Regions from separate parts of the Mus musculus genome. Here all the other regions are linked to region 5. A link is a contact called in public promoter capture Hi-C data. All regions are on one chromosome and are shown on one strand. The core of a region is the stretch at or near the end of the contact, and the rest is flanking DNA. Distances in the headings are between cores, read along the strand shown.

What was found. Promoter capture Hi-C pulls out the DNA fragments that hold promoters and counts their contacts. Capture Hi-C pulls out chosen DNA fragments and counts their contacts.
Region 1: a contact with region 5 is called in a promoter capture Hi-C map of liver, with 2.6 times the contacts expected there. The contact joins the promoter of Ap5m1 here to the promoter of Mapk1ip1l in region 5. A contact is called at or near these places in 2 of 39 promoter capture datasets (hippocampal neurons and pre-B cells), 1 of 115 datasets of contacts at active chromatin or transcription factors (astrocytes) and 2 of 9 other capture datasets (adipose tissue and liver).
Region 2: a contact with region 5 is called in a promoter capture Hi-C map of pre-B cells, with 4 times the contacts expected there. The contact joins the promoter of Tmem260 here to the promoter of Mapk1ip1l in region 5. A contact is called at or near these places in 4 of 39 promoter capture datasets (embryonic stem cells, hippocampal neurons, liver and 1 more) and 1 of 484 Hi-C or Micro-C datasets (CD4 T cells).
Region 3: a promoter capture Hi-C map of pre-B cells shows a contact between it and region 5, with 7 times the contacts expected there. The contact joins the promoter of Gnpnat1 here to the promoter of Mapk1ip1l in region 5. A contact is called at or near these places in 3 of 39 promoter capture datasets (cranial neural crest, liver and pre-B cells) and 3 of 9 other capture datasets (adipose tissue, embryonic stem cells and liver).
Region 4: a contact with region 5 is called in a promoter capture Hi-C map of liver, with 4 times the contacts expected there. The contact joins the promoter of Ero1a here to the promoter of Mapk1ip1l in region 5. A contact is called at or near these places in 11 of 39 promoter capture datasets (the C10 cell line, the HPC-7 cell line, cranial neural crest and 7 more), 3 of 115 datasets of contacts at active chromatin or transcription factors (astrocytes, large pre-B cells and stem cell-derived neural progenitor cells) and 1 of 9 other capture datasets (adipose tissue).
Region 6: a contact with region 5 is called in a promoter capture Hi-C map of liver, with 7 times the contacts expected there. The contact joins the promoter of Fermt2 here to the promoter of Mapk1ip1l in region 5. A contact is called at or near these places in 4 of 39 promoter capture datasets (cranial neural crest, hippocampal neurons and liver) and 1 of 115 datasets of contacts at active chromatin or transcription factors (astrocytes).

The regions. Positions count from the first base shown.
Region 1 is chr14:49,064,839-49,068,471 of GRCm38.p6, forward strand. Ap5m1 (adaptor-related protein complex 5, mu 1 subunit) reads left to right here and starts at 1,711. Exons shown (of 8, transcript NM_144535.5): 1 at 1,711-2,026. The coding sequence starts at 1,953. It overlaps Exoc5 (exocyst complex component 5), which reads right to left and starts at 1,829. Exons shown (of 18, transcript NM_207214.3): 1 at 1,288-1,829. The coding sequence starts at 1,314.
Region 2 is chr14:48,444,187-48,447,943 of GRCm38.p6, forward strand. It overlaps Tmem260 (transmembrane protein 260), which reads left to right and starts at 2,166. Exons shown (of 16, transcript NM_172600.4): 1 at 2,166-2,417. The coding sequence starts at 2,270.
Region 3 is chr14:45,386,289-45,390,121 of GRCm38.p6, forward strand. It overlaps Gnpnat1 (glucosamine-phosphate N-acetyltransferase 1), which reads right to left and starts at 2,508. Exons shown (of 6, transcript NM_019425.2): 1 at 2,460-2,508.
Region 4 is chr14:45,316,396-45,319,953 of GRCm38.p6, forward strand. Ero1a (endoplasmic reticulum oxidoreductase 1 alpha) reads right to left here and starts at 2,177. Exons shown (of 16, transcript NM_015774.3): 1 at 1,982-2,177. The coding sequence starts at 2,095.
Region 5 is chr14:47,296,954-47,300,337 of GRCm38.p6, forward strand. It overlaps Mapk1ip1l (mitogen-activated protein kinase 1 interacting protein 1-like), which reads left to right and starts at 1,321. Exons shown (of 4, transcript NM_178684.6): 1 at 1,321-1,452. Gm35078 reads left to right here. Exons shown (of 2, transcript XM_006519856.4): 2 at 1,030-1,452. The coding sequence ends at 1,435.
Region 6 is chr14:45,528,152-45,531,875 of GRCm38.p6, forward strand. It overlaps Fermt2 (fermitin family member 2), which reads right to left and starts at 1,914. Exons shown (of 15, transcript NM_146054.3): 1 at 1,783-1,914; 2 at 1,274-1,440. The coding sequence starts at 1,430. Gm46452 (a long non-coding RNA gene) reads left to right here and starts at 2,071. Exons shown (of 3, transcript XR_001781252.2): 1 at 2,071-2,405.

The DNA of each region.
Region 1 (3,633 bases), core at 461-2,960, 1.8 Mb after region 5:
TTCATCCCTGAGAAAGAAAACACATTTTCGAATAAGTTACTGAAGACATCTTGGTATACGTCTAAAGAAGAAAATATAATTTTCCATCCAAGAGGAAATTGTGGATGTTAAAGAGAATTCACTATAACAGTAGGATAATATACTGTTTTTCTGTTAATAAGTAGCTCGTCATGAAAGTATTATTTAAAGATCCCAAAGCCTGTAAGATATAAAAATTGAAACAAGTAATTACAGAATTACCTAGTATCTTGACCAAGGATACACAGTAAATGAGCAGAATTTTATGACTGGTGAAGCAAATGTTATAATATCTCCAGACATTTACATCTGAGGAACAGCAATAAATTTTTCCTAGGTGTAATTATAACTTTTACTCAAATCACTTTCATTACAACTTACAATTTAGGCATGCTATTTCTCTAAACAAATGCAGTATCTATGCTAGGAATGACTGCAAGTCAACGTTCAGTAACAAAAAAAAGTAACTGAAAAGTTAGATTTTTTTTTTAATGGAAACAATGGCATTTAAAATTCACGCCACAGAACACGCTGATGCTCAATGGATACAATTTTCACCTATGGTGACATTCTTAACTGTGAACTGCAGTGTTCTCTACAACTTACACTTCTGCTGCTATGGAGTAATCACGCCCCAGCGGGGGAGAAGGTGTATTCCTCATTTTTCTTCATATGACTACTTCTATTTTTTTCCACACAAGAAGATACTGTTTCATTGTCTTGTAACCCCATTCCATTATCTCAAACCTCACCGCTTCTGACACTGACACGCCACAAAATCCAACTGTCAAGTTTAAATATTGAAACACTCAAGAAAATGCACCTGAACGCTCCCACAGCTTCTCACAGCCCAAGGATCCTTTAACTAGCAGTCGGAGGGTTCCACAGCAATTAAATGCAGTAAGATGTGTCGCTTCCCTTCCGTGCTGAGGCTAAGTAGGCCTTTATTGTCCTTAAAAGAATCCTCCCAGCCTTTTCGACTGTAAGGTAAGACGGCAGGCACCCCAGGGCCGCTTCTGAGCTTGTCGGAACCTCGGCACCGAGGAGCCCCCCAGAGTCTCCATTCAGATGCCCCCTGTAGCACCGTCGCGAGGATCCGCACAGCAAGACCCGGCTCGCCGGCCCTGGGCTCCGGAGTCAGCCCTGCCCACTGCCCGTCCGGTCTCCGGGACGTCTGGCCGCCCTGCCACCCGAGCCGGCCCAGCGTCCCGCCGCCACCCGCCCCTCCCCCGCCGCCGCCGCCGCCGCCCGCCGAGCCCCGGGACCCACCTCGAAGAGCTCGGCCGTCGTGGCCATGCCGGCCGGCTGAGAGGCTCGCCCCGCGCTCGAGGCCGTCTCCGCTTCACATGCTGCGCCTCAGCGGCGCCGCTCACCAGTCCCAGCTCGGCCTACCGCCTCCGGCCCGGGCTGCGCACCGCTGCTGGCTGCCCCGGTCCTCACACAGCGAAGGCAGAGAGGGAGAGCAGCCATGAAGCGGAGCCGCAGACGCCTGTCAGCTGCCTCCCGGCGCCGCCCGCGCCGCTCCCATTGTCACCGCCTCGCACGCCGGAAGTGGGGCTGCGCGCGCCCGGCCGACTTCGCGGGGCGGGCGAAAGGAGCGAGCGGCGAGCGGGCCGCGGAGGCGCTCGTTTGCGACAGGGTGACGCGTCTTGAGCCTCGCGGGCCGCCGTCCCGGAAGTGGGCGAGAAGAGTATTCCAGTCCCTTGAGATTCCGGGTGTAGGTTCTTAAGACCTTCTGAGGAGTGTTTTAATCTCTTGAAGGGACCGGGAGACTTGAGTCACCTCACCCGGAAGAGCGAGCATCTCCAGTGAGCTCTTGCGGCTCAGGGAGAACCCGGACGTTGCCTGGTACAGCCCATCTAGAAGGCGGGGTCTACTTTGGCTGGATGGCGACCTTAGTTTCTACATCGCTCTGATACTTGGGAGGCTTAACCATGGCCCTGCGGGCAGTGTGGCTCATACGTCACGAACCAGGAACTCCACTTGGAGGCACCGTCAGATTCTCCAGGTAATTGCAAGTCTGGATCCTCAGGCATGATGGGTCCAAGGATGAATCTAAGCAGGAGTTTTTGTGGTGCGCTGAGTCTCAGCTGTCCCAGGAGCAGCTAGCAGGGTGCCCTTGGGCAATTTAGGCTTTCTACGTTTATCTCACTTTGTTGTAAGGAATGAGTTGCTTGTTACATGATGCTACATGTTTTCTAGTATTACTGCTATTGTATCTTTATTTATTTATATATTTGAGACAGGATTCATGTATACCTGGCTGTCCTAGAACTTGATACGTAGACCAGGCTGGCCTTGAATTTACAGATACCTCCAGAGTGCTGGGATTACAGGTGTGGGCCACGACACCCGGCTATACTAATGTATCTTTAAAATTAATTCCATCTGTTTAAGTTTGGTACAAAAATGATTGCTTAAAGAACGTTATAGTTTGCAGCTTCTAGTGGGTGAGCAAAATAGAAGTGTGAAAAATTAAATTACAGTCACCTTTTTATCCAGGTGGCATAAGTGGTTTGGTCCCACCTTTAGAATTTGCCATATCTTACCAAGATAATTCTATGGAGAGGACTCTGCAGTTCTTTATATTAGATATTAACCCCGATATAAAGTATAGCTGGCTAAGTTCCCCCCAGTCTATAGGCTGTCTCGCCACTTTGCTTGTAGTTTTATTTGCTTTGCAGAACTGTTTTGATTTCAGGAGATCCCATCTGTCAGTTCTTGAAGTTGTTACCTGTCTCTTGGCATTATTTCTAAGAAGCCTCTGTGTTAATGAGTAGATGTGTGTTCTTGGAAAGCAGCAATGTATGGTAGAAAGGTGACCAATTTTAAATCTCTTCGAATGTAAACCAGAAAGCATTTGAATGGTGTAACTGAGGAACTCAGTTATTAGGTTTTTGTTGCTGTGGTTTTGAGACAGAGCCTCACTGTGTACCACTGGCTTACCCAGAATTCACTGTGTAGACCAAGCTAGCCACAAACTCATAGATACCCTCCTGCTTCTGGTTTCCAAATACTAGAATTAAAGGAATGCAACAACCATGACCCCCATTAGTTGTTAGTTTTGCTTACATTTCAGTAACACATGTACCTGGTGTCTACCATACTGGATAATGCAGCTCTAGATACTTGAACTGTATGAATCTATGGTTTTCTTTATTTACATTCCTTAATGATAGGGTCCAAGCTGCCTCTACCTTTCAGAACAGTGCTATCTAGTAAACATCCTCAAACAGGGCCTTAGAACATGTCTGTACTGATTTAACAAAATACTGACAAATAGCTTCCCTGAATGCAAACAGAGTCATTAGAAATCAGTGAATTGGGCTGGAGAAATGGCTCAGCAGTTAAGAGCACTGACTGCTCTTCCAGAGGTCCTGAGTTCAGTTCTCAGCAACCACGTGGTGGCTCAAAACCATCTGTAATGTGATCTGATGCCCTCTTCTGGTGTGTCAGAAGACAACTATAGTGTACTCATATACATAAAATAAATAAACACTTAAAAAAAAAGAAATCGATGAATTTCTGTATTTCCCTGACTCTTATTTTAATTTTACCAGTAAAGGAGAACTAATTTCTATTTGTATACCTTTCTGTAACAATATTCATTAGACT
Region 2 (3,757 bases), core at 916-3,415, 1.1 Mb after region 5:
CCCAACACGATAATAAATGACAAACTCTTTGAAACCACTAGCAAGCTCCTAAATAAATGCCTTTTTTTGTAAGAGTTGCCTTGGTCACAGTGTGTCTTCCTGGCAATGCAATAGTGACTTAGACCCTGAGTCTGGGAAGGGGAGTCAGTGGGCAAGCTGCTTGCTAGGTGTCTTAGTCAGGGTTTCTATTCCTGCACAAACATCATGACCAAGAAGCAAGTTGGGGAGGAAAGGGTTTATTCAGCTTACATTTCCATACTGCTGTTTATCACCAAGGAAGTCAGGACTGGAACTCAAGCAGGTCAGAAAGCTGGAGCTGATGCAGAGGCCATGGAGGGATGTTCCTTACTGGCTTGCTTCCCCTGGCTTGCTCAGCCTGCTCTCTTGTAGAATCCAAGACTACCAGCCCAGAGATGGTCCCACCCACAAGGGGCCTTTCCCCCTTGATCACTAATTGAGAAAATGCCTTACAGTTGGATCTCATGGAGGCATTTCCTCAACTGAAGCTCCTTTTTCTGTGATAACTCCAGCTGTGTCAAGTTGACACAAAACTAGCCAGTACACTAGGCAAAAGTGAGGTACTGTGTTTGGATCTCCAGAACTCGTAGAAAATCAAGTCATGCTGTTGGCACCTGTAACTCCAGAACTGGCTGGGAGACAGTTGGATTCTATGGGCTCCAGCTAATCAATTTATCAAAAAACAAACAAACAAACAAACAAACAAAACAAAGAACCCAAATGAAACAAAACCAAGTCAAAAACAAAAAACAAAAACACCACCACCACTAACAACAACAACAACAAAAAAACCCAAGGTGGGCAGCTATAGTTGAAGACATCCAAAATTGACCTCTGGTCTCTACATGTACAGACTTGGACAACTCCCCTCCCCACCACACACACACATTGTCACATATGAACACACATACATACAAGATAATCCTGGACAAGCTGTCTAGTTGAAAGGTGTATTTCTCATGATCTCTTGCTACCAAGAAAAGCATTTTCCTCAATGGACGTCAATGGAGAACTTGCTACCATGTCTCCCAGCCATGAAAATCTCTCCCAAATAAACTGCTTCTTCTATAAGTTTCACTGGTCATAGTGTTTTCTCATGCAATAAGGAAAGTACACTGCCCAACCCCTGTGTCCCAGGAGCTCAGATGATAAAGCATTTTATAAACACCAGGAAAAGACTAAGATAGGTGGGCACAATTACTGCCTATCAACTTCACAGCCTGGACACAGTGTTCCTGTCAGACTGCAAATAGCACATTTGTGAATGTTGCCCATTTCCCGTGTATTCTGACACAGATTCTAAGGAGGTTGCCCGCTCCCTTCCCAGACTGAATAATTGCTAAAATAATGCAAACTGCAAGCTTAAAATGTTTACTAGCCTAGCCTGCATGAGGCCCTAGATTCAATTCTCAGCAGTGTGCTGTGTATTGTCTAGTAGCTCCCATCTCTTTCTACATTCCATTTGCATTATTTATGTGGGCTCTTGATTTCATTTTCCACTTTTAGAGCAAAAAAAACAAAAAAACAAAAATCATTCTTCTTCATTTAAGTAGGAGACACTCTTATCATGAAGAGTTAATTTTGTTAACTCAAGTATTTCAACTCACCTACTGAGTTCTCATGTTAAAAAAAGGCTAATTAGCACATTTTAATATCTTAAAATTAGTGAATTAATAATTAGCATATGGATTTACATTAATTTTAATGAGGCAAGGCTCTATAAATACATAGCCGCGATCAATGAGTCCACTGAAAAATATAATAGCAATTAATGTATTTGTGGCTTACTACATGGTTGGAACCCTTCCTTGTTGGGTTTCTAGGGGGCTCTCTTATGCAGTTCCACCCCACGCCACAGGGGGCAGAGCAGCGCTTTCTGGCTCACCGTTATCCACGCCACTTCCGTCTCTTTTGGAACGGACCAAGTCAGTGCGGAAAGGGGGAGAGAGACTGCATAGTGCGAGTAGGCCTGGCCCATGATTGATGTCGTTGGGAATTATGCTCCCTTGTGATTCGTTACTTCAAAGCACACTGACGCAGACACAGTACCACGCGCAGTGACCCCCAGAAGACTCCTAAGCCGTGCCGGAGTGCGCCCGCCATCTCCTCCTCCCCGACCTGGCGGGCGAAGGTATGGTGCGCTCGGCCCTGCTAGACCGGAAGCCGGCGCGGGCTGTGCGCGCCTCTCGGCCAGGGAAGGTCCGCACCGCTGCGAGGGGTCACGGTCCGCGAGCTGCGCGCGTCCGGGCCCATGGGTCTCCATGGCGACGGCGGGAGCCCGGCAGCCGGAGCGGGGCCGTGGCGCTCCGGGGCCCTCCGCGGCAGCGTGGCCGTGTTCGCCTCCGTGGCTGCCGTGTTCACCCTCACGCTGCCCCGCTCGCTGCCTGGGGGAGACTCGGGTAAAGTACTCGCAGGCCGCCCTCCTCCCCGCCCCCCTGCCTCCGGGTGCCGCCGCCTCGGTGTCCCGGCCCCGCGTCCCCTCGCTGGAGCTCCGTGCACGGTTCTGAATTCCAGAACCAGTTCTCTTTCCGGTTCTGGATCTTGGTCTCTGTGTTCTCGAGCTGCTCAGCCGATGAAATTTAACCACTGTCCACTTTGCCCGGATCGTTGTTACCTGTATCACCTGTCGTGCCCTTACAGTGTCACAGACAAAAAAAGATTGACAGTAGTTAACAAATAGCATGGAGCGTTCTACTGTGTTTAGAGACGACACAACGGGTTATTAAATAAACTACATTTTAAGTAGTGGTGAGTTACGGAGGCACTAAGGGAGAATGTGGTTGGAGTGGTAATGAGTAGATTCCTCAGAAGGTCAGGAAAGGCTACCTTGGAGGTGTATTAGTTAGAACCTGAATATTAAGGAACCAGCCATGCAGAAAATTTAGAGGGGAACTCATAAAAGGGAATGCAACTGAAAGCACCCCTCTTCCTGTGAAAATGAAAGACAGGTTTCACACAGATTAAGCTAGGGCATACTTTTCACATATCTGAGTCTAGAAACAAGTCCCTGGTTTGGTTTGGTTTTTACAGCCAGATAAAGTGATCAATAATTTCTCATAATAATCAGCCGTGTTTTCAGAATGGTTCTGTAATGGAACAGTCAAACCGTTTCCTGAAGAGCCCATGAGCTGTTTATAATTTCACTACCTGACAAGTTCACCCGGATTTGGTGGCTGCAGGGGGGAGCATTTATCATCTGTCTGTGGATCAGTATCTCTAGGTGCAGTTTAGCCGGATTCACTAACACAAGACAAGGTGGGGGCCAGGGTTGCAACTTCTCAGGACCCTGTTTAGGGAGTATCTACTTCCAAACTTAAGTCTAGCCCTATATCCCATGTGGCTCTCTTCATAAAATAGCTGATTCCTGTCAAAAGCAAGAGAGCATTCTGTCACCTCTGTCATTTTTGAGACCTAATCCTGGAAGTGATATGCCACTGCCCTGTTTTATTGGAGAGAGTCGGTAAATCTAGACCAGTTCAAAGGGGAGAGGATTACACGGCAAGAAAGCCCTGAGATGGGGATTACCAGGACTGTCTTCAAGATTGCCTGCCACGGAGAGAAGCCTCCATCTCCATTTTCAGGTCATCTCTTCCCGGTTCCACTGAACACTTAGTGGGGGTGGTGTTTCATTAGCATAGCTGGGAATGGAGTTACCAATTTCCTAAGATTAATGTTAAAAAATGAAGGAGTTTTAGGGTAGCAAGGGATTTGATAAAGGAGAGTTTAGAGGTTACATAGC
Region 3 (3,833 bases), core at 1,258-3,757, 1.9 Mb before region 5:
GTACCCACAAATTAAACCCTGAAGCTTCCAGGTAACTAAACGAAGGCATGAAAGCTGTGTCCATCCCACATGGGCCCCACTCTAGCTCTCCCTGTTCCCCCTTTATCCTTCACTAAGCTATCTCCACCCATACTGAAAAGGCCATTTTTGATAAGCTATGCTCCTGGCAAAGGTGAGCAGCTCAAGGGGCAAGCAGAAAAAGGCAACTTGTGATTAGCACAGTAATTTCTAGCTACTTTCCACTGATCAGCTACCCAGGTCCCTAAGTCAATGGGTGAGAAAGTACATGATCTACAAGGAAGCCACATAAATAGTGAAGAAAGAACAATGCCAGGAGGTCACTTTCTAAGAACAGTTTCATCATGTAGCTTAGGTTGGCCTCTCGCCCTTCATTGTATGTGTGAGTTTGTGTGGGCATGTTTGTATGTGTGCACATGTGTGTGTGCCTGTGAGAGTGGAGGAGGCCCAAGGTTGACATCAGGCGTCTTCTTCAATCTCTCTCCAAACCCACGACTCAGTTTTTAGGTTGGTGAGAATAGTCAGTTTACTCAAAGGACTTCTCTGTCTCCTGATGACACCATTACAGGTGGGCTACTAAGCCCACCCTATTTTCTTTACGTGCGCTCTGGGAATCAGATTTCTGGTTCTCAGTCTTGCACTGCAAATGATTTACTCTCTCAGCCAACCTCTCCAGCCTCCCTCTAACTCTTGGTTCTCCTGTTTCCATATTCCCCAGGCTGATTACAGGTGTGTCCCACACCATACTGGACAGCAACATTCCATCAGTTTCTAGCGTTCATTACTAACTAGATGAGGACAGGCATTGGTCTGGTTAAACACAAAGGATCTGATGAGAGCCAAACCTCTTTTTAAATGAGATTTATAAAATCCAAAGGAAAAAAAAGCCTTTCTTCCTAGTCATAAAGACACAGTTTATGATGCTGACAGAGGTCATGCCTAATTACAATCTAATAAAAATTCAGGTGAGGTGGCAAAGACCTGGATTCAGTGCTAGGGAGGCTGAAGCATGGACTGTGTGGGACTCAAGGACAGCAGGCTACCCAGTCACACCTATCTCAAACACACACACACTTTAAAACTAATTATTGGAGTTGATTAAACATGGAGATTTTTTTAAAAAGCTGGTTCTAAGGTACCCCTCTCTACTACTCCCCCCCCCACCCAAGTTCAAGGCTAGCCCCTGCTACACAGGCTGTTTTATCAAAACAAAACTACAAGAAGCCTTCATTCTGTAGCACTTAAAGGTCACCACCTAACTTCCTCTCTAAGTTTGGTTGTAAACTCTAACTAAAAGCCCCTCCCCCTCTACCCAGTAGGGTTTAACTTCTAAATTAGCATTTGTTTACAATGCTTGAGTATTGCCTAAGCCCTAGTCCAGTGAACCTCTAGTCAATGAATAATGAATGACGTAAGGTATTATCTAGAAATCACATTTCAGAAAGTCATGTAGAAAAAAAGATTGCCACATGGCCACAAGTGAGAAGACAAAAGACATACACCCAACTTCAAGTTTGGTTTCCCAGCCTCTGAATGAGTCTGGATATAGATGGGGAGCGGCTGCTTCCTGAAAAACAGCGGAGCAACAAGTAGGAAGATTGAAGACCAGGATTCACACATTTCTAAACATGATCTGCAGCCAAATCAAACTCGCTGTGATAGGTTACAGGTAGACAGACAGATAAGTAGACAGCTCCGAGTATCTTCATGAAAGGTAGTATTTCATGAAGCAAGAAGTCTTTCCCGTTAGTGTACTTAATCTACACGATCTGATTAGCCCCAAGTCTAGTTGCACAGTTGGGAGCACCGAGTTTCCAAGACTAGCCCTAAGGTTAGTTAACACTCATCAACAAATGAGTGGCCTGGAATGAGGATCCTCTCATTTTCCCATAGAGCATTACTGCAGGAAAGTCAACAGATGACAATCTTTGCATCATGGAATCTGTTTGAATCATACAATTCCTACCTTAATGAATCCATTTCCTGAGACCTACTCTTGGATTAATTAATCCCAAACAAACCCCCATTTATTTTTTTACAGGAACAAATTTTATGCTTGCCTTACATAAACATTAGCTCTAACACATAATAGAAACCACACAGTTGGTGTTTCTAGAGGTTCAAGTTCTAGGTTCCCCCACCCCAGGTTTCATACAGTCTGCGCAGCTGGGGCTCTTCAGAGCCGGTGCTTGTCTTCAGCGGCTCTGACCGCTACACCCGTAAAAGGGAACCGAGGGTTCGCGCCCTTTCATAGGGACGGCGGCAGAAAAGGTGAGGACCGTCCCCCATTCCCACGCCACGGACACTCCTAGGCCCTCCAAGACCCTGCCCGGCCAGACTGCCGGGCATCAAGCTTTGCCGCCCGGCTCCCGGGCAGGGCGTCTCAGCCTCTGCGGTCCCAAGCCCGCCAGCCCTCGCGTCCCAGCCCCAGGCCGCCTCACCGCACTGGAGCGGACCACGCTCCAGTCCCGGCGCGTCAGTCTCCCTGCGGGTCAAAGCGCCGCCGCATCCGGATCCGGCTGCAGCTCCAGCCCCGCCCCCCGTGCGCCCCCACGCGCCGCAGCCGGAACCGCCAGGCCAAACGTGGCCGGACCAACGCCTCTGCCCTGCCCCGCCCTCACGCACCGCTGCGCACGCGGAGGCACGGCCACGCACACCACTCCTGGGCTCCGGAGGCGAGGCGGGGCGGGGCGGGGCGGGGCGTGGGGCAAAGACCAGGGGCAAAGCTTGCGTCATCAGTTTACCTTCCAGACTTGCCTTTCGCTCACTGCACGAGAGTACCACCGTCGCTCTCACACCTTATCTGAAAATAAAGCCATAGGAGTATAAGCAGCCTACCGCGATGACCGGTGTGGGTTCCTTTCATTCTCCGAGCCCTAAGGCTCCTACCCTGTCAGTCCCATCGTCCCCCTCCCTCACTTGCATGCAGTCCATTAACAGGACTGGTGATTACATCTCCTGATTGTCAAATGTCTGAGACAAGGCTGGGCTTCTGTCTTCTAGAAACTGAGCTGGAACCACTCACCCTTGAGCTCTCTTGAGCTTTCCACTGCAGCCCTTTGCTTCCTATGACACCCGGAACATTTCAGCTTACTCTGGGCAAGAAGTGGCTACGTTCTCCAGGCAGTGAAGAGTGGGGTAGAGGCCAGGGCCCTGAAAGCATCTTACAGTATACAGCAAATACTGTGCTTGTTCTGTAATCTCAGTCCTGGGAAGGTTCCTACCTCCAGTGTCTCTCTCTTAAGTGTCATTTAGTGTCATCTGACAAGTGAGGAAGCAGAGATTTGGAGATATACATACATACATACATACATTCACACACACACACACACAGCGAGTGTGTGTGTGTGTGTGTGTGTGTGTGTGTGTAGTACTTGGTGCATGCCTTTAATTCCAGCACTAGAGACCAGAGGCTTTGTGCATCTCTGTGAGTTCAAGACAGTTCTACACAATTAGATCAAATACAGCCCCGAATATGTAGAGAAATGCTGTCACTAGATAGATAGATAGATAGATAGATAGATAGATAGATAGATAGATAGGGGAGGAGGAAGAAATGTCTTGAATATACCAAGACGTATACCACTTCCATCTCTGAACTCATTAAAATATTTGTTTTTTTTAAAGATTTATTTATTATATGTAAGTACACTGTAGCTGTCCTCAGACACACCAGAAGAGGGAGTCAGTTCTTGTTACAGATGGTTGTGAGCCACCATGTGGTTGCTGGGATTTGAACTCTGGACCTTTGGAAGAGCAGTCGGGTGCTCTTACCCACTGAGCCATCCCGCCAGCCAAAATATTTGTTTTTTAAT
Region 4 (3,558 bases), core at 927-3,426, 2.0 Mb before region 5:
CACATGGTGGCCCACGCTATAGTTCCGTGGGATCCAACAACCTCTTCTGGCCTACTCAGACACTTCACGGATGTGGGGTGCAGACATGCAGGCAAATACACATTAAATAAAAATAAATAAATCCAAAAAACAAATAAGAGCTGGGCTGGTGACCCTTGCTTCTAATCACAGTACTTAGGAGGCAGAGGCAGTGAAACCTCTGTCAGGGCAAGGACAGCCTAGACTACACAGTGATTTCCAGAACAGCCAGGGCTATGTTAAAAATGGCTAAAGATAGGCAGATAGACAGACAGACTGACAGATAGATGGATCGATTGATCTGAAGATATTTTGACAACAGCTAAAAAAAAAAAAACCAAAAAAAACCCCTTATTACTAACCAAGGGAAAATGCAAAAATAATTAAAAGTTCCTCAATTTTAAGTAAATATCCAAAAAGATTGGTTGTATAACAAAGTTGAAGAGTCAAACAGTATTTGAATACCATTACCCAGAGAACATACTTGAAAGTGTAACTCCTAGTATCTTTTCTCAACACTCTAGTTAAAAGCTTCCTATCTCAAGTGTTTAGATGTTGAAACTGTTTACCTTAAATTTGTAATCAATAGAAAAATGGCCTTTTTCTGGACTTCTAACAACTCACTTCTGCTCCAAAATTACTCAACAAAACAATAAAATCCAAAAGTTTAAAGCGATGAAACAGATAACACCCCTTCTTCCTGACACTCGAGTGCTTATCTTACAGTATCATATGCAGCATACACGTATTTCTGATCACAAATAATAAGACCCACGAGTGACCTGGCTGTCTATCCCTCCATTTTTTTATAGATGTAATTTCAGAAATCGAAGTCCACCAAAAAGGTGGCTATAAGAAGAGCCACTGCTTATAGGGCTATAAGAAAGCCAATGCTTGGTCATTTGCCTGAGGACCCGAGGTGGATCCCGGTGTCCCATGTGGTGGTTGGGGAGAGGTTCCTGCAAGCTGTGGACTAAAAGCACCCCCTACAATGCGTACATTCACAGGTACAATATACATACCCACAAAACAAACCTGTATTTTAAACATCGTAAAGAACAGTAATGAACAAGTCGAGGGGGAAAGGGTGCTGGCCAGCGCCAGGTGTGGTCGTGAACGTCTGTTTAACAATACAATTTACATATTAAGTATCTCAGTAATAAAATGATCTAATACACTTTTAAACAGAAGAAAGTCTGGGGAACCGCTAATATTCGAGAGTTCTTCCAGGCTTTACAAGAAAGCACTAAGAGACTAGCACATCGACTGAATATGATACTTCTGGGTATTTCCAAGCTGTTAGCATTTCCTTAAGACAGCAAAATGAAATTCACAGTTATTTCAATGCGCCTAGCCTAAACGGCCTCATACAAAATTTACAGGCTACACTAAGAAAATAAAATTCTTTGAATGTTTTGCTCACGGAACCCACATCTCCTACAGAAGTAAATAATCACAGCTCATAATCAAACTTGAATACAGAAGAGCTAGGGCCTACCTCGGATTCCGCAAAGGAAGTGTCAGTATACGAGAATAAGCTTCAGGGGCAAGGTGCACCATACACAGGCCGAGAAGTCACAGGACAACAACAGCCGCAAAGACACCAGGCAGTTAGATCAGGCCACCCAAAGAGCCCCTCAAGGTCATTCAACCTCTTGACAACGACAAGACCTAAAGAACAACTAGTCTCCCCAAGAGTCCATATCGGGAACAGAAAGGCTGGGGACGTCCCCGGCACCGCTCGCACGAGGTGCCCAGGTGCCGGGTCCATTCAGAACCCCCGGTCCTGTGGACACGGAGCAGCCAAGGCAGGATGCAAGGAAGCAGTGTGACAAGCTGGCCAGGCGCCCACGCCCATCGAAGGGTGCCCCGTCCCGGGGCGATCGGGAACGCGGTGCGGGCCGCGCATCAGGATCGCCGGCGCCCGGAGATGCGCAGCCCCTGGGCCGCCCGCGCGCCTCACCTGGCAGAAGCAGCGCTGTGCCGCTGTCTCCGGCCGCCGCTCCTCGCCGTGGCCCAAGCGCAGCAGCCACACGACGCCCAGGAGTCCAACGAGCAAGCCCCAGGCGCGGCCCATCGCCGCTCGCCGCCCACCGCCCTCTACCCGCGCCGCCGTGCTTGGCTCCCCGGCGCAGGCCGCGCGCCCGCTGAAGTAGCCTGCGCCGGCCCCGCCCCGCGCTCCGCCCTGCGCCCTCCGCGCTCCCGCCTCCCCTGCGGACGTGCAGCGGCGCGCGCCTCTGTCCACGCGAGCCTCGGGCGGCCGCCTTCCTGCGCGCCCCGCTCACGCACCCGCCTCCGGTACACCTGGCCTGCAGCTCGTCCGGCGCAAAGACGCGGTCCTTCCGGGGTCGGGGTATCCCCCGAGCCACACTGCCCGGGGCCTGCGCCGTCCTGCCCGCCCCGCCCCGGAGCTCACGCCAGCCAGCCCATCCTTTCTCAACACTAGGAAATCCCGAGCCTGGGTTACGTGTCCGCCGTGCTCTGGCTGCCTAAGCCTTTTAAAAGGATGTTGGAGTTCATCTCGGGGAGCACGGCCGTACACACGATTCAGTGGCTTTCTAGTTTTTCCCTTCCTACATCCTACAAAGGGAACAGGTGAAATTGGTTTCCAAAGGGCTGTGCACCGCGGCTTACACCTATAATCCAACACTCCAGAGACTGTGGCAAGAGGATTGCTCAATGTCAAAGACAGCTTGAGCTACATACTTCCTGCCCTATAGAGTTAGGCTCTATTTTATAAATAAATGTTTAAATATAATAATAAAAACATGTTTTTATTAAACTAGCATAGAGAAGATATTAGCTCAATGTGTAGTCCCGATTTGTTCATAAAAAATTGACTCCTTTTTTGCTGTATTTTATGCGAATTAGGCATATTTCACAAGCTAGAGAGCAATGTGGTAAAGACTATTCAATCTCTCGTTTCATAAGTGGAAATGGGGAAAGCTGTTGCTAAGAACTGGAGTCAGGCAGTGAGAAGCCTTGCTTAGCCTGTTATCTATAGCATGCACTGTACACAGAGTAAGATAATATGGCCTTATAAGCTAATATTGTCTTCACGATAGCTATATTCCAGCTCATACTTACCTTTTCTAGAACCAGATCATAGTGTCTCTGTTACAGGTGTTTTTGCTGGTGTTCTTTTCACACTGTTCCAGATTAAAAGCAAGTTTCCATTCAATTCACTTTGCAATGCCGAGCTTGGCCTTGGAAGTACACAGGTGCATCGGCTCCATAAAACTGACAATGTCGTCAGTTTTCTTGGCTTCGTTGTCTCGTTTAGCTTGGGGTAGTGCATTTTTATTTTGATGAAGGGTCTCACTGTGTATTCCTGACTGGTCTGGAACTTACACTGTGGACCACGCTGGCCTCGAACAGGCAGAAATCAATTCACCTCTGCCTCCCTAGACCTGAGATTAAACACCTGTTGCCACCACAACCAGTCTTCCAGTCTTATTTTTAGTTCACTAATAATTGTGTGTAAGATATGTTTTCAATCCATATGTACATTGTAGGAAGACTCAATCACACTAATATATC
Region 5 (3,384 bases), core at 71-2,570:
GAAAAAAATTTTTTTGTTTTGTTTGTTTTCGAGACAGGGTTTCTCTGTGTATCCCTGGCTGTCCTGGAACTCACTTTGTAGACCAAGCTGGCCTCAAACTCAGAAATCTGTCTGCCTCTGCCTCTCAAGTGCTGGGATTAAAGGTGTGCGCCACCACGACCGGCTGAAAATCTGTATGTAGATTTAGATTTTGCTTTCTGGTATGTCAGTTTTGAGTCTCCCAGAAACAGAGGCCAGTCTCAAAAACCCAACACCTCTCATCTTACAGCAGTGGCTTATCAACCTTCCTAATACTGTGACTCTTTAATACCATTCCTCATGTTGTGGTAACCCCCAACCAGAAAATTAGTTCATGGCTACTTCATAACTGTATTTTTGCTACTGTTATAAATAATGTAAATATCTGATATTCGACCCCTATGAAAGAGTCGACGCCCAAAGGGTTCATAAACCACAGGTTGAGGCCACTATTCTTAATTTAAAACTTAAAGGGAATCAGAGATAGCTTATTCTGGACCCATTTTTGAATGATGATGGCACCAAAACACAAATTTAGGTTACCTCAAATTCCATGTCCCAACATGGAACCAGTATCACGAGGTTTTTAGTTTTACAGAACAGAGAACGCTATAAATCAAGGCAAAGTTTAAAACACACTGGTGGATGGATACATTGGAGGGTACATCAAGATAGAGGAAGCTTTTCTATACATCTAAGACATTATCCGATGACATTCTTAGCTTTTGGATTGGCAGAGGCTAGTTGCCTGTTAATAGACCTAAAAGGTTTTTAATCTTATTGCCACAAGATATTAGTTTTGACACAGAGGTGGCTATTCTGGAGGGCTAGCACTAGCCCAAGATAAGGTAATTAGCCCCTGGACCTGCAACATTCCAATCTTTCCACAGTACTGAAATTCCAACTTATACAACTCAGTCTCTGCAGACATATGCTTTTAAAAGTTTTCATTCGCAAGACCTTTAGAAAGACTTCCCTTTTCCCTCATCTCTTTACCCTCGATTTTAACAGGACTACTGACAGCCAGCTTGGAGCCTGTCTACAAAAACCTCTAAACACAGAGAATCCAAACTCCGCTTTCAGTCCCTGGGTTGCGGTGAGCATCACCGGCCAGGGGGTTTCCTTTGGGTCTTTTGGACTCAGGAAGCAGGGAAACCTTCCCGCGCTCCACCCAGAGGGAAACAGCCCAGGCTCCCGGAGCCACGCGGCCCTGCCTGCAGTTTCGTGGGCGGCCGGCTGGAGGCGCAGTGCAAGCTGGGCGGGGCGGGCGGAAATAACGGGCGGCCAGGTCGGCCTCCCCGCTTCCTTTTCCGGTGCCAGGAGGAGCCGTGTCGCTGTCGTCTCGGTCCATCAGGCCTTCAGCGGGTCTCCATTGCCCGTCTCTCTGGACTCACCGCCGCCACTGTGCCGCGCCTAGGACTCGGATCCTGCCGGGTGAGTCCGCTTGGGCGCCTGCGGCGGGGCGCGAGGCTGGCGGGAGACGATGCGAAGACGCGGGGTCCCGGGGGGCCTGGCGGCTCTAGAGCTTTCGATGGGGAGGGTCCCCCGGGAACCAGGCGACCGAGGGATCTAATGTCGCGCCCGTCGGGTTCCGGGGCGCCCACGTCATGCCAGGCTTGGGCGGGGGCGGGCGGGGGGTGAGGGGTTAGGCGGGAGCGGGCGACCCTCCCCCACATCCGCCTGCGTGACCGGCTGGGGGCTGGTTCGCTCCGGTTGATCCCGGATTCCCTTTGTTCCCTTAACCCTAAAGGGCAGCTTGTTTGTCCCCCACACCCCCCCCCCGTCCCCTTGCCCCTCCACCGGTATCCCAGCCACTAATTTCTAATAAAAACGACAGTGGAGGAGACCCGAATCCTTACAGCAAGGTCTGGCGCCTGATAATTCTGTGTGACAAGCTTCTCGCTGATCGTAATTACCCATTCTTTAAATGACTACGGGGGACAGAAGGTGCCATGGGCTGAGTGAGTGACGTTCTCCTTTGAGCTAGCTAGAACGCTTGAACCATTTTTTTTCCTCCCTGCCATGAAAACTGAAAGTAATGTTTTCACGAATCCTAAAGTTGAAGTATCTAAACCAGACCCCACCGTAGATGTGTAACAGCCTACTACAGAAACACACACGTGTTGCCCCCTCCCCCATGTGCGAAAGGCCTGTTTGGAGGCCAAACCCTCAGAAGCTGGAGTCGCCCTCGGAAGTCTTTGTTAGTGGCGCTCCTTGGGTGGGGAGGAGGGCAGTTTTTAGTCGTGGAGTATTGGAGCCACTCTCTAGAACACTTCCCTTCAAAAACTTTTTCCTGCAGCTGCCGAGGTTGGAATGTTCTTTTTGATTACAGAAGGAATCGGTGTCATCTTCATTCTCCCTACAGAGGTTGAGCGTTGGGCTCAGGAACCTTAGGAATTCAGCAATCTTGAGATTCTGTGACTGTTAACTATAGAGGAGCCCTAGACTCGGGGACTGTTAATTAGTAATATTTGCACAGGGTGAGCCTGTAGATAAGTGCTAGCCCGGCTTGCTACAAGGTCCTAAATTCAAGTCCCAAAACTTTAGGGAAGGAAAGAAAAAAATTCAGCAGTTGTAACTATTCAGACTATAGCGGGGAGTGGGTGGAAAATGAAATGGATAAATAATGTCGGGTCAGCTTTTGCCACCAAATAAGTTTGTGCAGTACTTAGGAAATTGCTTTTTTTTTTTTAGTTGCTCTCTGCTTTGAAAATAGACAAAGGTTTGTGGCCATATTGTATCGGTTGTAAAAGCTAACATTTGTTGAGTTTTTTGCTCAGTGCCAGGCAGTGACTTAAGAGATTTATTTACAGATTAGTATAATAAGCCTCAGCAAATCTCTGGAAAATACCCATTTACTGCCATGTATGGGACTCAGAGAACTGGATTTGACCATAGGCCAGGCAGGCAGTCTACTCTGGTGGCTTTTTTGTTCTGTGTTTAAGTGAGAAGGAGAAGATGGGGCTGCAGTGTGGAGAGAGATGGCTCAGGTTGAACACATGCACTATTCTCGCAGGGGACTGGAGTTCTGTCCCAGCATTCACAGCCACGTATAACTCCAGGACATTAAGCACTTCTAGCCTTCTGGGGAACCTCCATGGAAGTGAACAACCCCGTGTATAGTTTTTAAAATGTTAAGAATGGCAGGAAGAGAGAATTGGACATTTGTTGCTATTTTCCAGTTTTAGTCACTGGGTCAGATGAAGTCCTGTTTAGTTCCTGTATAGCATGACAGCCCATTCTAACTTCATGAAGAAACTGAGGTTGACTCAGTCAAGTAAGCTGTAAAGCTATTTAGCACTCTTGTCCAAAACCCTCTGCTAAAACGTCTTACTGCTTTCTGGTATTCCAGCCAATTTGAACTGC
Region 6 (3,724 bases), core at 664-3,163, 1.8 Mb before region 5:
GCAGCAAAACTGAATTCTTAAAGGGCCCCTTGGGGGCTCGTTCTTGGGCTATCTCTGGGAGTCAATCAATGGACAGTACTAAGAAGGGCCCCCTGCAATTAACTCCTCTTTAGTCCTCCAACAATAAAGTTCCCTCCAGGGGCATAAAGCAGAGTCACCTAATAAATGAATTCAGTCTAATTCCCAAATTATATCAAACTTCTATTTCATTTACGTTATATGGTAAATATGCAGTTCCCCCTCCCCTTTGGTAAGAAATACTTTTTCTGAGAAACGAATATTCATTACTTTTCCAGGATGGCCTGAGACATGAATGCTGATTAAAACCAACTAACCCTGCCACAAAAGACATCCCCACACAAAACACCTTATCACTTCATTATACAAAGCAGCAAGCATTTTACAGGCCAGAAAGCTGCTGCTCTGATAAACGCTCTCCGGATAAAATCACCCATCTTATCTAGTCTGGTCAATCTGCCAGGTGAAAAATGGTTTGCCTTATCACAAAATGTGGAGTGCAGTTTTCTCGAATATCCTGGGTGATAGCCCTTCCTTACAATCAAGTCCGAATCAATGCAGTATCTATGTGCACTCAAATACTGTCATCTTCAACTCAGTTTAGTGTCTGCTTTAAAAAAACAAAACACACACACACACACACAAAAAAAAAACAAAAAATAAAAAATAAGTTCTTTCGTTGGCTTCTTAATGCTCCTGATAGCTTACTTCCAACTCAGAATACAGATACCAAGTTTGTCAAGCACTGCCCCACCCCTCGCAAGAGCGGACGAGTGGAACATTTCAGGGCACTCCATCACGTAGTACAGCTACTGAAACTTCATACCGACCAACACCAGTGCACATTCTCCAGACCGGGCTGACTGTACACTCTCCCCAATAAACACCACCATCAACATCCAGGTTCCATGAGGATAAGAGGTGGGAACACCTACAGACCCGTAATACCACATTCACAACTTTCACCTGCATACTCTCTCTCCTCGTTACTTTCAACAAGTCGTCCCGGGAATCCGCAGTTAAGCATTTGGTAGGTTCGAATCACTCACTACCTTATGTAAAAATCAAAATAACAAGCAGGACGCAGAGGGGAGCACGTCTATGCGCCCTAACGTTAACAAATTTCGCATTTTAAGCGCAGCACACGCCAGGAGCTAGGATCTCCCAATTCTACCCCTCCCCCCGCCGTCTTCCCTCCCCACCCCCTCCTCTCATTCTGGGAAGTCTTTATTGGAGGCATCGGGGTGCTACTCACCGAGTTTTTCCACCAACTTCAGCATCACCCCTCCGATGTGCACCTCCCCGGTCACTCTCAGAGTGACATCACGGTTCAGGTCCGTGACATGGACGCTCAGTTCCCACGTCCCGTCCGCGTAGCAGCCATCTGGCATCCTTATCCCGTCCAGAGCCATGGCTCCCTTCCTGCGAGCGCGGAGGAAATGGCTCTCGTCAGCGTCACTCCCCCAAAGGAAGACAAACCCCACCGAGTCCGCGGCGCCGGCCGCTGCGAGGGAGAAGGCGGAGGAGCTGCGGCTACGCGCGCACAACCAAGGGCGCGAGCGCGGGCGACTCGGCACCCAGACCGTGGCCTCCGCCCGCCGCGCCCGCCTAGCGGACTTGGGCGCCTTCACCTGCCGCCGCCGCCGCTGCGCCCGGACCGCCCCGCGCCTCCCCACCCGGCCGGGGAGACCGCGCCGCGCCGGCGCGCGCTCCGCTCCTCCCGCGGCGTCCTCCCCGCGCCCCGTCCTCCGCTGCGCCCCTCACCGCGCTCCTCCCGCCGGGCTCCCGAGGCAACAGGCGAGGCTGGCGGCACCCGCGTCGCTGCTCGGGAGGAAAGCGAAGCCTCGCGCCGCTGCTAATGGAGTCCCGGCACCGCGGCCCCCGCCCCACCCCCTCTCCCCGCCCCGGCCCCCGCCCCGCAGCACCGCCCGCAGCCGGCCTCCGCCCCCTCCTCTCTGGCTCTTCTCTGACCGCGCTCCCGCGGGGGAGAGGAGGCGGCGCGCGCTCTGGTGGGGCCGGGGCGGTGCGCGCCTCGGGGGAGCGCTGCGGGGGGAGGCGGCGGCCGCAATCTCGGCCCTGCGGAGCGCTGCCCTTTTATGGAAATGAAGGACCAGGCGCAGGGATGGAATCCAACATCCGGGCTCTCGGCTGCGGAGCTGGGGTGGGGGGCGGGGGCTCGCGGGGCTGAGGCGGCGCCTGCAGCGGGGTCCCCGGGGTTCATGCGTGAGAAGCTGCCTCGGGAAGTTCCCAGGCCCCGGGACGTGTGCGGGGAACCCGGGCGCGAAGGCACCGCGCCGGGGAGCTAGGAAGAGAAGTTGGGATGCAGAAACTTTACGATGTCTGCCTTGAACATCCCACAAAAGTAGGAGAAAGGACACAGAGGGGCGGTGAGCCACAAAAGTTGCCTGGCAAGCAGGGTTCCGCACCAATCTGCGGCTCCTGCTGGACTCATGAGAGTCGGCGAGCATTATTAACCCCTGGAACCCAAGTGCCTGCCAGACGCAAAAGCTTGGCTCATGCGCTCCGGCTGGAAAAGGGGGACCTCCCCACCCCACCCCAGGAGGGCAGTGGTTTCCCCGAGACCCCTTCTCCACCCACGCCAACTGTTGGCGCGTACTTGGGACTTTTCCTCCGCAACTTAGAGGACTCAGTATTTTGAATGCACGCACATTCTCTTCCTTACCCTCCCACACACTTCCAAGACATTTAAGTAGTTTTGAACTGATGTTGAGCTGTTAAAGACTTTGACTAGTGACGAAGAAAGGTCCCCGAAGGCCCACTTCCACGTTCCCATTAACTATTACACTCTGTTGAAGGGAACTGTTCAGAATCAGCAAGCCAGGGGTTGCCTCTTCTAGCAATTTATTTAAGTCCAGGAGAGTCCGATAAGATACTGTAAAGGATCTTGGTTTTTAAAAAGTGTCTTGGACTTCGTGAACTGCCCTAGACACTTCAAAGGGGAGCCTACCGCGCAAATAACCCTTTGTTCATCAACACAACAGCAAAAGAAAAAAGCACAGCCTGCAGAAAGGGGTGGACACCCGTAAGGGAGTGAAAGCAGGAAAACTCGAGTCAAATGCCAGAGGTTTGGGAGTGGAAAAAAAAAAAAAAGGGAAACCACTCTGCTAACACTAGCCAGTCATCATGGAGAAACTGATGCACTTCTCCAAGCTTGCCTCTCTCCAGTTATTTCTACTCTGAGACGTTGTGGGTGGTTTACTTAGAAGCAATGTTGTTCAGGGTGGAAACAGTGTTGATGAAATTATGTTGTTGGAAAATACATAGGAGAATATTTTTAATAATGTAGAGAATTAGTTGCTTGGGTTAAAAAAAATCTGTACAGACCAGGCATAGTGGAGCATGTCTTTAATCCTAGCGCCCAGGAGGCAGAGGCAGGCAGGTCTTTCTGAGTTCAAGGCCAGCCTGTCCTACCTAGTTAGTTCCACGACAGCCTGGGCTATTAGAGAGACTCTGTCTCAAAAAGGCAAGCAAACAAAAATCTGTAGAAAACTGTACGTGCCTCTGTAAAATCAAGAACGCACTCATAGCCGGGCGTGGTGGCACCCGCCTTTAATCCCAGCACTCAGTAGGCAGAGGCAGGCGGATTTCAGAGTTCGAGGCCAGCCTGGTCTACAAAGTGAGTTCCAGGACAGCCAGGGCTATATAGAGAAACCCTGTCTTGAAAAAGAAAAAAAAAAAAAATTAA